Regions from separate parts of the Mus musculus genome. Here region 2 is linked to region 1. Evidence: chromatin contacts called from public Hi-C data. All regions are on one chromosome and are shown on one strand. The core of a region is the stretch at or near the end of the contact, and the rest is flanking DNA. Distances in the headings are between cores, read along the strand shown.

Region 1 (2,700 bases), core at 160-2,659:
CAGGCTGGATAACAACTCCAAAACGGGAGAACCAGGCACGGCAAGGTCAATCTGATGCAGAAGAGCTGAGCAGACAACTGTGGCATAGAATAGGAATCAATTTACAGTGCACATGCTAATGCCCCACACAACAAGTGTTGAGGTCTCCAGTTGGGATTACCAGTGTGTGCATTCTAAAAATGGTTAGAACAGGGCAAGTAAACCTCACAGTGTTCTCTGTTTGCACCCATTCATGTAACTGGGCCATATATATTGATTCCTTACTTGATTTATAGCTTCCAGTTTCAGATTCAGGAACATCATTAAAATGTATCTTATGAACAGACAGACAGAATTGGAAGCCAGAAATACAGCTAAGTTGCAGAGAGCTTGCTCAGCATATAGAAAGCTGAGTTTGGTTCCCAGTACTACCAAACTTGGGTGTGGTGGCACATCCTGAAATACCAGCATTCCAGAGGTTGAAGCAGAAAGATGGTGGTTCACAATGTAGAGAGTTTGAAGTCAGCTTGGGATACATAAGATTCTGTCTAGGAAGGAAGGAAGGAAGGAAGGAAGGAAGGAAGGAAGGAAGGAAGGAAGGAAGGAAGGAAGGAAGGAAGAGAGGGACAGACAGATGGACGGAGGGAGGGAGGGACAGATGAACGGAGGGAGGGAGGGAGGGACAGATGGACGGAGGGAGGGAAGGAGGGAGGAAGGGAGGGAGGAAGGAAGGAAGGAGGGAAGGAAGAAAGGGCGGGCAAATGGAAAAGTACAGATCCACCTTTTGTAACAAATACTAAAGGCTAAATTTAGACAAGGCTGCATCTCACAATGGGAAGAACATCAAGAAAGGCTCTACTCCAAAACACTGTTTAGCATGGTATCCAGGGGTTAGTTAGGAGGCAGCCAAAGAAGAGTCTCAGGGGAAGATGGCACAATGAAAACAGACCTCACTTCCTGGAGCAGGTCTTTCCCCTGATGCCTTCAATAGCAAGAAGAACCAGATTACCCCATGTAATGGGAGGGAGCTTTGTTCCAAATCTGTAGTCCTGACATATCTTTAGACAGTGCAAGGCAAGGTTTGATAGATAGACAGAAGGCAGGGTTAACACACATGACCCCTCAGTCCTTCCCCTAACTGCTAGAATTTGGGGCCATGGCCGACGTAGAAATCTGTGCCTGAGAATAATTTTCCAAGTGCTTGGCTGAAACGAGAAGGGAAATGACCCACAGCAGTGGCTGTAAAGACAGGGAGCTGACATGTAAACTTCAAGCTTCGGAGTAATGATATCCCTTCACAAGTATTTATGTTACATTCACATGTGGCCTCCGAATGAAAACCAAATGGCAAACAATAAAACCCTTTCAAGACAACCAATCCTGGCAAATAGTCACAACCCCGAGCTCTTTAGTGAAACGGACTGCTTTTCCTTCCAGTAAGTCACGTGCCCCTTAGCCTCGCAGACCATGAAAAGTCTTTGGAAAGCTAGAGTCCTCAGCAGCCAAGGGGAATGAAATAGAGGTTGTTCTGACTTCCTTTCCCAGTGTTTGCTAGAGTCACTGTTTTACAAAATAAGACACACAGAACCTAGAGCCATGTTGGGTTTGACTCCTGGCTCTGTCACTCGAGAGTCAGTGAGATCTGGAATAAGTCATTGAATGTCTAGCCTCAGTTTCTGCAGCTGAGAAATGTAGCAAGCCACCCCGCAAAGCTCAGAAGCCTCTTAGGAGCAGTGCATAGTCTATCCACCAGGATTTGGCTTTAGGAGGCTGAGGCCATGGCTCTACAGGTATGAGGATTTAGTTCCTAGAATCTGTGTAAAAATAGCAGAGACTTAACAGCATGGACCTGTACTCCTCACCATAGGAAGGCAGAGGCAGGTAAATCCAGATACATGGGGCTCCCTGCTCAGCCTTTCTAATCTACCCAGTATAATCAGGCCAATGAGATAGGCAGTCTCAAAACCAACCAACCAACCAAACAAACAAACAAACAAAAATACCAAGTGAATAGCACCTAAGGAGAAATGGTCCCAAGGTTTTCCTCTGGCCTGCACATGTACCCAGACACTTGTGCACCCCTATATTTAAATATACCTGCACAAAGATACACATACACACACACATAACACACACACACACACACACACACACACACACACACCTAGAATCTAAGTTAATTTAAAGGGCTATTTTTCTAAGAAATAAAAAAAAAAAAAAGCTTGAGAATATACCAAGTGCCTCCTATACCACTTCTTCCACCTACTTCCAGGTCAATTGCAGTTTACCTTTCAATTCTTCCAGGTAAAAAAAGGAATTTCTGCCCAAGTCTTCCTAACAAGTTCCCTAACACAATGATAGTTCACGCTATACCTTTCTGGTATGTGCTACAAAGGACAGTGTACTTTACTAATCAACATTAACATTATACTACACAGTTATTTAACTGCGTCTCTTCCCGGAGAAAATACATTTTAAGGGGACAGGAGTCAGACTAGTCCAAGTTGCCTCTCTACCCTGCAGCCCGTGTTAGCATCCACTCTGTGATGGATGACTGGATGAATAGAATTTGGGTCCAGGGACAATGCTATTAGGGGCCAAAGATATAAAGGTGAATGAACACTGAGAGACAACATACTGGCCATAACACAATGATCTTATTACCAGAGGAAGCCAAAGTGACCTCCAGTCATTTATTTCTCCCAAAGTCAAAACAAGGGC
Region 2 (2,789 bases), core at 15-2,514, 570 kb before region 1:
GCTGGGAATCAAACTCTGCTTTTCTGCAAAAGTAGGAAGTATTCCTAACCACCATCTCTCCAAGCCCCTTTCCCACAGTGTGTGTGTGTGTGTGTGTGTTCGTGTGCCTGTGTGCTCCCACGCGTGTGTGTTTACCCATAGGTCTAATGTGATTTCCTCAGGTGTCCATTTTATTGGAGGATGGGATCTGCCATTGGCCTGAGAATCATGACTTAACCTCACCGGCTTTCCAGCAAGCCCCCGGGATCCTCAACAAAGGGATTATCTACATAAGCTACCACACCTAACTAAAACAATAATCTGGCATAGCTTCTGAGCATTTGAACTCAGTTCTTCATGCAAGTACTTTGTTAACTGAGCCATCTCCCCTACTTCCCTTTCTGGAAGCAATTTGTGAGGTTGACTGGCTGGGTATGAGGTCACTGCCAGGATGTGACAATTGAGAAGTATATTCACAGGAACACAAATCAACAGACAAATTTTGGGTGGGGAATGGTTTTCCCAGCTTGCATAATAGTCTATCCTGCTTATCCATGGGAATGATCTTTAGAAATCTGGGTGTGGCGGGGCAAGAATGGATTTAGGAAGGTCGGGTATTTGGCAAATACAGTTTGTAGAATCGCCACCCTCATCCACCAAGGACTTGTATTTCTAAGATACAAATAGAAGAAGACAGAGGTTCTGGGCTTACAAAATAGAATGGACCCAAAGGCTAATGCTACAAATCTGTCTGGCAGACCCTAAACAGTCACATGGTACTTTGCTCATAGTATTTGTTTCTCTCTTGCTTCATGATAGTAGCATTTATTTCTGCATGGTGAACTTGATTCTTTAAATGTCAGCAACTTAAACACAGCACTTGGCTGTGCCACAAATAACCCCAGCTCTGGGGTGCGTGAGACTTTACCGAAAACGTGAAAATGCGTTTGTTTGTTTGGATAACATGAAGTGTTTTTGTTTCTTCATTTCTGCTTTAAGTCTGAGGACTCTGGCATCTACCTCATCCGCCGTGCATTTGAGGCTGGTAGCAATATTGGGAAAGAAATATGATAATGACCGCTGCCACCAAGCGCTCTCTTTCTCAGCTCCGGTTTCACATGTGTTGGTTCAATGGAATATTCAATAGACATTTATAGGAAATAAATTGAGAGATGAATGTAAACCAGATGGCATCTGGAGGTTTATTTGCAAAGTCCCTGCATCAAAGCTTTCTCCAGATCGCACCATATTAGCTGTGTTTTTCCAGTCCAGCAGAATCAGGAAGGTAACCACAGACTTCCTTGATGGGAAACATGTGAAAAACAGACCAAGTCCTAATGTGTGCTCGAGCCCGTGGTCAGGGAGCATCTCTGAAAATAATTTTATTACCCGCACATACAGCACATTGCTCAGAACTGTCTTCAAAACACAAAATCAGTTGTTTGACTTAGGAATATTTTTTGCAGCATTATAGGACATGGCTTTTATTTATTTATATTAATAACCATAGTAACAGTTTAGTTGCTTTTTATTAGAAGCGCGGGACTGTTTTTTCAGCTTGGATATATAAAGATCAGCTCTAACCAAAGAGAAAGGTAGCGTTTAAATATAGCATACACACAAATATATGTTAGAGTTCTTTCTTTCTCTGTTTTTGTTTTTTTCCTAGCAGCTTGGAATGAAACATATACCTATCTGAACATTTTTGCATCTGTGAAAACCACCTGATTAAGCTTTAGAGAATCACATTATTGTAAGTAATATTTAAAAAGCATTGATTGGACAGAATGAGAAATGGTTCTCAAACTTAATACTTAATATTTAATTATATATGTGTATATTCTCCTCAACCTTGGATTCAATCTGTTTTCTGCAGTTGGTTATGGCTGGCTTTACATCTGATATGAAATTAATTCTTATGTGGCCTGTTATATAAATCATTATGAAATGTCAAAAGCTTTTACATATATATATATTTTTTAAGTTTTCACTTGCTTTCCAAATAGTTTTCATTTTTCAGTGTCAAAGACTACTCAGGCACTCAGTCAATTTTAATGATTTTTTTTTATATCACTCTAGATTTTCCCTCTCATTTACAGTACATTTGTGTGTGTGTGTGTGTGTGTGTGTGTAAACACATATCACATAAGTACACCCCATGCCATGCCATAGAGTTCATAGATACAATATAAATCTGAGAAATCCTTTTTTCTTTTCCACTAAGGTCGAGTGGTCAATTGGTTACAATAGAGGAAGAATAAAATATTCTTGTTACTTAAACATGCAACAACTAAAGATTGCCCTTTGTAAATAAACATTATAGATTAAACCTACAGTCAGTTCCAACCTCTGACTCCCAAAATTTTTAGTTCAGGGAAGTTACTGAGGACTTAATGCCTTGCTTTTGTTTTATTTTGTTTTTTTTTTTTTTCCTCTTTGACAATTCCTAAATTACCCATCTCAACAACGGTCTCCTTCTTTTATAGGTTAAACTTCTAAATCTATGGCAGTAGTTTAATGCCACTCGTGATAAAAAAAAAATGTATGTGAGCAACATCACTTTAAAAATATGTGGCTAACTGCTGGAAGCTATTAAAAACCAAATAAACAAAAGAGATTACACTTCAAAGAAATGTCAACAGTTTTTCCTGTCTCAGAACAGGCGAATTTTCTTTACTTATACCCACATCTGGAAAATGCTTATGGCTTTATACATCTTTTATGGTAAAATGAATTTATTGAGTTTTAAAATTTTCATGATGGATTAATGCAATCTTCATAAAAGGTAATCCCACACCGTAGTAAAGAAA

What was found. Hi-C and Micro-C count contacts between places; a contact is called where the count stands out from the background.
Region 2: a Hi-C map of cranial neural crest shows a contact between it and region 1, with 2.7 times the contacts expected there. The contact joins two enhancer-like sites. A contact is called at or near these places in 1 of 484 Hi-C or Micro-C datasets (cranial neural crest) and 1 of 9 other capture datasets (embryonic stem cells).

Annotation. Positions count from the first base shown.
Region 1 is chr6:98,124,285-98,126,984 of GRCm38.p6, reverse strand. No RefSeq gene overlaps it. Among named protein-coding and RNA genes, the nearest start is that of Gm32592, 99 kb to the left of the region's middle. Within about 2 kb of position 1,409, at least 10 of the 459 cell types and tissues checked have an H3K27ac peak or open chromatin away from gene starts, as enhancers often do.
Region 2 is chr6:98,691,981-98,694,769 of GRCm38.p6, reverse strand. No RefSeq gene overlaps it. Among named protein-coding and RNA genes, the nearest start is that of 4930595L18Rik, 140 kb to the right of the region's middle. Within about 2 kb of position 1,264, at least 11 of the 459 cell types and tissues checked have an H3K27ac peak or open chromatin away from gene starts, as enhancers often do.